Linked DNA regions of Gossypium hirsutum: regions 2 and 3 are each linked to region 1. A link is a contact called in public Hi-C data. All regions are on one chromosome and are shown on one strand. The core of a region is the stretch at or near the end of the contact, and the rest is flanking DNA. Distances in the headings are between cores, read along the strand shown.

Region 1 (2,861 bases), core at 120-2,619:
TCCCTTTATTTAATAATTATTTAATATAGCAGCAGCTGCCGCCGCTCACGGCCGGGATCTTGAATGACATAAGGTCATCGACCACCCTGCGCTGCCGCTTACTCTTTTAAACATCTTACTTACTACTACTACTTAATTGACCCATTGAAGAACTTTTAAAAAGGACGATATATATATTTACATGCAAATCCTGCTCCTTCAGTAGCTGCAACCTTCTGCTAGTGGTTTTGCTACCATCCGCCGCCGTCAGCCACCGCCTAATCAACGGTGATGCTTGCTCCGGGTCTCCCCGCTGTAAAGCCTGCATCCCATCCCATCCGGACCAAACTTTCTTCTTAAATTTTAGTTAACACCCAGAAATTAGATCCATGCAAATTACACTAATTATTAATCTTTGGTTATTTATCATCTTATAGTAAATTGACAAGAATAATTAAAAAGAAAAGCTTATAAATGGATTAATGTAATAATTACAGCATACTGTTATTTCCACGCAGCTACCAAACAAAGAGCCAAGTTTTCCGGCATGATCTGTCTCTGAGCCTCCGTTTGGTTGCTGAGAAAACGTTAGGGAAAAAAAAAACAAACAGGAAAGTTTTTGAGGCTTCCTTTTTGAAAAACTCTTCATTTTAGTACTATATATTAAAAAGAATCCAAATTCCAAAACACCTGGTTAATATATATATATGACTCTTCTATGATTAATTTTCTCAGCAACCAAACAGATGGGGATCACAAACATCCAAAAAGCAAAATCAAAGTCCCACTTATATATATCCAATTATCCAAGCTAGCATGCATGCAAATAACTGAACAAGAAAAAAAATCTGTACGAACCAGTCATAAACAGTAGGAGAGTTAGGTTGAGGCTTGTCGAAAACTTCAGCGCCAATACCTTTGGTTGCAAGGTTGCTACCTGGATTGAACACGCTCCTCCACACGTTGTCCCTACGAGCCGACACCGGCGTCGATGGTGTCCCAGGTGTCGTCGGACTCGTCGGCATCGCCATTGATGAAGCCTCATCTAATGAAAAGATTCAATTTCAGAGTGAAACTTAAATGTCCACAATACAAATGATGAAATGCAAAAGCTAATTGTTTTTACCTTTGGTGGACAAGGGTGGGGTGGTGGTGATCTTCCTCAGCCGGCCAAGGCCACGTTCCGGTTGAGGACCGGCCACTACATCATCCCAAAGTTTCTCTAGCAGAACCATTTTTCTTTTCTTTCAATTATATCTCTTCTCTGTTTGTGTTTTTGGTGCTTTTGGGTGGCTTTTATTTGGTGGCATATATAGAGGAAGATTCAGCCCAAAATATCTTTCCTGCCTACTAATATGGATATTAATTTTTGCTATTTCCAATCATTTGCTATCCGGACAACATTCATTTATTACTTTAATTTTAAGATATAAATTATTATTTTACATATTGTAAGTAAAAAATTACAAAGGAGTATTACGATTGTTTTTAAATATATATTTTGATTTTTTAAAAAATTAAATAAGAATATTTTGATTAGATGCAATTGTATATAAAAAATTTTAATTTTAATTTAATTATATAAAGAAAGTCCTAACTATTAGTTTACTTATTATATATAAACAATTATATTTATTTATTATGAAGATGATTGATTTTTTTCTAAATGTGTTAGTGTATTTTCATATTGCTTGCTACTTTTAATGAAAAATTAGTTTAAAATAAACTAACTAAAAAAATAGGATATAATTTTTAGTTTAGTGGGTACAATTAATTAAGCTTTAATTCTTAATTCGTTTAATTATACCAAAAGAGAGTTATTATACAAAAATTGAAAATGTACTATTTAAATAAAAATCTTTAAATTTTAATGAATATTGGCAATAGAAGATTGAAGAGTGGAGATATGGAAACGGATGGATAAGAATGAGTAAAGGGAAAGGGACCCGCAAAATAGTATTCTCAATTAAAAATCAGAAGAGAAGAGGAGAGAGTGGGTTAAAGGTTTCAGTCACAAGTGTGACCCTCTCATACAAGTTTTGTCCTATTCTTCTCGACAGCATCATCATGTATTACAAGATGACACGTGGATCTCATTCCCTTTATCATTATGGAACTTCTTTCAATGAGCTTTTCATAATAGTTTATGTAATTAATTACTTAAATTCTTACGAAATTTATAATATTTTATTTAATTGGCTGATATATATTTTTTAAAGAAAACTGTCAAAATATATTAAAGAGAATCTCAGGCCACCCAAAAGCAAGAGAGTAAGAATACCCTCCATTTTAGATTAACCCAACCCTTTGCATGCTTGGAAAAGAATCGTTTTAAATTTTCGATGCTAGTGAATCGCTCTAAATCTGGAACATTCTGCAAATTACTAGTTTCAGTTTCAGTTTCAGTTTCAAGATTACTAGCCATTCTTCAACACAACCAAGGTTCGTCTATGCATAGATTGTCTATCCATTTGCACCATTTCCTGTACTGCCACTGGAACTTCCACCACCCACCACACATTTCACTTCCGACTTAACCCTTCTCTGGCCAACAGGTGAGCCATTCTATTACCTCCTCTCTTTATGTGTTGAAATTTAATTCATTCAAACATTAATGTAACACTTTCATACTTAACTCGATTGTCGGGTCACAACACCATGGTATTATATTTATTGTCAGAGTAATTGCTATTAAATTTAATTTATTTTATCATTTTAATCGCGTTACTAAGATTAAATAGAGTTTAAAACATAATTAAAAAATCTATATTAATTCAATTCGAACTTTCGATGGCACTTGTAACAATTTATAATTGAATTAGGACTAAATTACAAAATTTTCAAAACCCCGATCTGTCCTTGTGACGTTTCGGTTCCTCATT
Region 2 (2,861 bases), core at 138-2,637, 1.0 Mb after region 1:
AAACTTTGCGGCCCGCAATATATGGCACCGGTGAAGCTTGCTGGAAAGGAAATCTAACAGCCGTAGGCACGTAACCAGTAACCGCCTCACCTTGTACGAGGTTGAGATCTAAAGGCGAAGAGTCTACCATGAGCGCCGGCTCACGGCTCGAGGATTCCACGGTGCTACTCTGGCTAGGGCTATGGTGGTTGTTGTTACCATTACTTTTACAGTTATTACCTTTGCTGAGATTCTCACAAGGGACCGGAAAATTAGTCTTGGCCTTGGCGCCGCGAAATTCCCTAGCGGCGGCGTCGTAGGCTCTGGCTGCTTCCTCGGCCGTATCAAAGGTTCCTAGCCAAACACGGCTCTTCTTCCCTGGATCTCTGATCTCAGCAGCGTAACGCCCCCATGGACGCTTCCTTACTCCTCTGAAATGAACCTCGTTATTATTCCCAGTACCCTTGACGGCCGCCGTTTTCTCCCTCGGTGCCATTTGAGAAGGGAAAGCCTCAGTTTTCTGTTTTCCGCTTGAAGAAAACGAAGAGTTGGGCTATGTTTTAATGTTCTCCTTTGGTAAAAGGGTATTTATGTGTGGGGTTGAGATAGAATGGAGGAGGGCGAAGCGAGGAGGATTTTATAGAAGGGGAGGAGAGGAATCGGCGAGGAATTGAAGCAGAGTCTAATGAAGGGTACAGTCAAGGAGGGATTTGACTGAGAGGGCGGCTGCCTGGTGGCAGTTTTGTAAATAACGTGACACGTGGGTTATCTTATTTATATCATCATGGCTATTATTATACTATTATCTAACGGATGTTATGATACTGTTGATTGCGTGCGGTAGTATGGGTCTCCATCTCACACTCTCTTCCATCGCGTCCTTTCACACAAAGTGGTGGAAATGGGAACAAGTCGCGTGGGGTAGGGATGTGAAGTGAGAAGAGGGAGTTCCAAAAAGTTGTCGGCATATTCTGCTAACTCGCCGCGTGACATTTGGTTATTTTATGGGTTGATACGATAAATAAGGAGTGGGGGGCGCTGGCTAGTGGCTAGCCCTTTATTTTATTTGTTAAGCCCCGACCCAGCTCCTTTTGAAGCGCTCGCTTGGACCAACAGGTGTTCCTCAGCAATCCAATTACAAGTGGGCACGTTTCATTTGTTCCTTACGCGTGTTGATTGCCACTTAGCAGTCGTAGAAACAAAAACAATAAAGCCTCCTCAGTCTAACGCCTGCTGCCCACATGATTAGCTTCTGACGTCTAGTATCATTTTCACCCGACAGCTCCCACCCTCACTCTCTTTCAACTTCTCGTCAATCTCACGCTCATTTACCCGCTTTTTAACATGGAATTGTTTGAATTTGTGATCAAGAAGCAGTAGTAATAATTTAATAATTATTTGTTGATTTGTTGGTTAAGAGAGTGTATGAAATAATAAAGTGGAATAACAACTAAAGAAGTGGTCATAGAAATTGAGAAGGTAAATCTTATTACAACAACCGTATAGAATAAAAAAAGGGTTTAGTTTCTTAATGAGTTGTGTTTTCTAGAAAATTCGTAGATTATAGGACAAATGTTTATATAATTAAAAAATAGGGTGGTGTGGGGGACAGCCCGGGCGGCTGCCCACAAAAATTTCCTAAGATTTCACGCTCCACAACACACCCACCAATTTTCTGCTGCCGGCTGTTGAGCGGAAACGTTAGGCCCCACACCTTTGAAATTAATTTAAAATTATGGTTGAGCCTCATTTCATTCTAACGGAAAAAATAGGAATTTTTTTTTAAAATTTTAAGTTAATTGAGTAGAATTATTCGACAGTTTGAGATAATTTGAATAAATAAATTAAGTTTTAAGTTCTAGTTAAATTGAATTTTATAATTTAAATAACTCAAATAATAAATTAATGTATATATCCCTTTAGTCTTTGCTCAATTTTAAGAATGAGCTAATTGGTTTTTTTTCAATAAAAAATTCAAATAATTTTTAAATATTTAAATTTTTATAAAAATCTTAAAATTTATATTTTTAAATTTTTTATAAAAATACAAAAATTCTAAAGAATATATAAAATAGTTTTAAAAAATTATAAAATAATAATTTTGAAAACTTAAATAAGTAAATTAACTATTTAAGTTGATCATACTAAAATATCTTTTTTTTATTTTACTTTGAAATTGAAAGAGTTTTTAAATATATATAGTTTCAAATATATATATATACTCTAAAATAGAATTAATTATACGGTGACAAGATTTTAATTTAACATATTTAATTTTTTTAATTTAACTCTATCACCTTATTTGATTTAAAAAAAATCAAATAGAATTAAAATAATAAAGTAAGACTCATCAACTCAATTAACTCAATATTTTTTTACTCAATTTTATCCTAGCATTCACCCCTATTTAAAACCATCATGTTGTTCTACTGCTTCAAAATCTCACTTCCATTTCAATATTTCATTTTCCTTGGTATGAAATTTTAATTTAGCACTGATTGGTACTTATGTAATTCAAATTTATGATTTTTTAAGGATTGACGTGAAAAAGAGTAGAGATATAATGAACTGGTAAAAGAATCAATAAATTTTATTTTTATATTTTTTATAAATATATTTTATAAGGTAACATATTTAACTTATATTCTTTCCGTGTGTATTTCGATGAGAAATTTAAGACTTCTTTGTTTTTTTTTTTTCAAACTGCTAATCTTTTAAAATGTAATATTTCAAAATCCTAGATTTCGTGAGGTTTTTTTTTTGGTAAATAATTTTACAAAAGATTAAATTATTTAAATTTCATGACTTAAAAAATAATTATAAAAGGAATAATAATATTAAAATTATAAAATAATTTTCTAGAATATAAAAATATACGATAT
Region 3 (2,861 bases), core at 196-2,695, 600 kb before region 1:
TTTTGGCTAGATCAGAGAAGTGACTGAGGACCCAATGTTTGGTTAATCATGCCAGGCAGTAACAGGATCATACGAACCAATTTGCTCTAGCTGAGCTTGTACTGCATTCCATTCCATTCTTCTTTGAGGTTCTTCAACTTTGACATCTTTGATGGCTGCCCCAATATCGTCAGTCATGTGAAGATCTCGAAAAGGTGGTAAGGCTTGGAAATGGGTAGGCGGTTGAGTGTTTCCAAGGCCACCATCAATGAACTTGTGTTGGTGAAGTGCAGAAGCTAACAAAGAAGCAATGGTTGGTGTAGCGATGGTGAAGATATTGGAATAGGTTGAAAGGAGTGGATTTGAAGTGATAACGTCCTGGATTTGCTTACCATTTCCATAATCACCATCCCCAGAATCACTAGACACAATAGCAGTAGCAGAAGAAAACCCTGGTCTAAAAGCATTCAGTTGAGGAGGTTGCAGATCATAGTTGGTCACTGTTTCCACACCTGAAGAAACTCTTGAATCAGAACAATTAGGGAATGGAAGATTGGTATCAGCTGCTAACCCATAAAACAAAGGGTTGATGTTGATAGGGGGGGTAGAGGGTGAAGAAACGTCGATTTGAAGCCTAGGACTGGGACTTGCAGTTGCACCAGCAATGGCTGAAGCAGGCCTCTTGAGACGCTTGTTTTTCCGGCAACCACCGCCCACTGGAACATTCCTTAAAGTGCCTCCTTTAGTCCAATAACGCTTACAAGCCTTGCAAAAGTGTCTGGGCTGAGATAAACTATAGTTGTTGTAGTAGCAGAACTTGGTGTTTGATGAATCACATCGAGGACACTTCAGGGCTTGTGCTTGTTGGCTTGGTTTCTCCATAAGCTTACTTGTTGAAGCCATCATCATGTGTTTCTCATCTACACGATTCTGCAACCAAAGAGAGGTGAGAAAGAAAAAGGAAAGAAAGAATGAAATGAGGTGTTCTTAGGGTAAAATAACAACACAACATAGATATTCTCTTCCAAAATGCAAAGCAACAAAAATGGGGTCATCACTCTTTTTTCTTTTTTTTTTTTTTGTCTAATTATTGAGAGTGAGAGAGAGTAAAACACCTTTGGCCATTAATTAGTAGTTGAAGTGATCACCATTTCTCCTCTCAAAAGAGCCTTTGTTAATGGGGGTTCAAATATTACCTGAGAAGTGATTGACAGATTATGTTGTGATTACCATTACAACAACTTTATTCTTTTTATTTGTTAATAATCAAATTTTCACGTGATGGGTTTGGGTTTATAATTGAAAAACAAACCAAATTTATAATTAAAAAAATGAAAGGTGGGGAGGAAGAATATATGTATGGAGGGTACAAATATTCAAAATCCAAGAACAAGACAGGAAGGTAAAGCAGAACAGATGAATCTTTGAGAAGTTCAAGAAAAGAAAGAACATAAAATGAGACTTTTTGCATATCCACTATTATGCAACATTCCTTTATAGTGAGAGAGGGTATTCCCCAATGCAATCCCCCTTTTACTTTATTTCAACTTTATTATAATTATTGAATTCTAAACCAACATTTTTATAATTCATATTAAATAATGATAAGGTATAAAAAGTTTCATGCACCTACCTAGTTTCAAAACATGTAGGAAACAGGAAATTAATTGATATGCTTAGTAGGTACAGGGTGTCCTTTGATTAAAACCCAAACAATATTTGTAACCATTACATCTTAATTTTCTCACACAAATGTTATTAATACTTTTTGAGTCGTCGTTTCAAAAAATATAAAAGACTAAATACATACATTTTATAAAGTACATCATGGGAGGACAAAGATGTGACGCATCTATCATTTAACCCACCCACTGGTTATCCAAAACAGCTCACCTATATACGTCTCTTGTAATAGACTGAAGTTCAAAGTTGAAACGATAAAACCTTCTTTCTTTCGATTTATTTAAAAAGGAAATATATATATATTACGTTCAATTTCAAATTTAATTTATTAAGTTAAAGCTCAGTAATATTTTTAATATCAATTAAATTTGAAAAAAGATTGGAATGAAATACTAAAGTATGTTTCTGGTTAACGCGTATGATATTTGTGATCACAGAAATGGATGGACTTGTATTTGTTGAAAGGGATGATTAATCTTTTGCCTTTTTCTTTTCCATTAAGATGGCCGTACGGTTATAACGTGGAGAAATAATAAAGACAGAACCAACGCAGATGGGTTCGAATGGTTTTAGTAAAATTTTATGTTTATGTTCTACTTCTTTTTATAACTATCGAAGAACAAAAAAACATAATGGGCCCTACTACAAACCCACACCACACTTTGAGATGATAATTGCCCCCACCATATGTGGCCAAGATATACTTAATTGCCAAACATGAAAGAAACCCAACCAGCACGTTAAGGCCAAACTCTTCAATGTTATTTGCAGACAAAGATCTCACTCTCCATTTTTAGTTTCTTTTTTTATTCACGTATTTGCCCACCTTTCACTTCAATCACAAAAACAGAAACTACCCATTTGCCCTCTAAATAAATATCATTTTTTCCATCAAACAAGGGTAAATTTGTCCATCCCAGGGGTTGCTCAATTGAGTTTCTTTGTTGCTTTCAGAGAAAAAAAACGTATTATACAAATTTGTAGTATATGGATTCTTTTCCAAGGACCATATATTCCATTCCATGACCGATGAATCCATCATGTACCCTACTGTACTTTCATTTGTAATAGTTTGTAATATTTTAATTTTGTGGACGGTGATGAATGTTGAAAAATAAATAAAGGTCGAATTAGGCCATGTCTCATGTGGGAACAAACCAGCACATGCAATGGCATGGTTCATGATGGCCCAACTTGGG

What was found. Hi-C and Micro-C count contacts between places; a contact is called where the count stands out from the background.
Region 2: a contact with region 1 is called in a Hi-C map of leaf, with 2.1 times the contacts expected there. The contact joins the promoter of LOC107961750 here to the promoter of LOC107961731 in region 1. A contact is called at or near these places in 8 of 34 Hi-C or Micro-C datasets (callus, hypocotyl and leaf).
Region 3: a contact with region 1 is called in a Hi-C map of leaf, with 2.6 times the contacts expected there. The contact joins the promoter of LOC107911873 here to the promoter of LOC107961731 in region 1. A contact is called at or near these places in 2 of 34 Hi-C or Micro-C datasets (anther and leaf).

The regions. Positions count from the first base shown.
Region 1 is chrA06:85,477,575-85,480,435 of Gossypium_hirsutum_v2.1, reverse strand. LOC107961731 (auxin-repressed 12.5 kDa protein) reads right to left here and starts at 1,369. Exons shown (of 3, transcript XM_016897821.2): 1 at 1,106-1,369; 2 at 838-1,024; 3 at 1-301. The coding sequence starts at 1,214. The coding sequence ends at 262.
Region 2 is chrA06:84,479,000-84,481,860 of Gossypium_hirsutum_v2.1, reverse strand. It overlaps LOC107961750 (ethylene-responsive transcription factor 4), which reads right to left and starts at 1,387. Exons shown (of 1, transcript XM_016897850.2): 1 at 1-1,387. The coding sequence starts at 475.
Region 3 is chrA06:86,081,933-86,084,793 of Gossypium_hirsutum_v2.1, reverse strand. LOC107911873 (dof zinc finger protein DOF1.4) reads right to left here and starts at 1,445. Exons shown (of 2, transcript XM_016839875.2): 1 at 1,095-1,445; 2 at 1-909. The coding sequence starts at 888. The coding sequence ends at 43.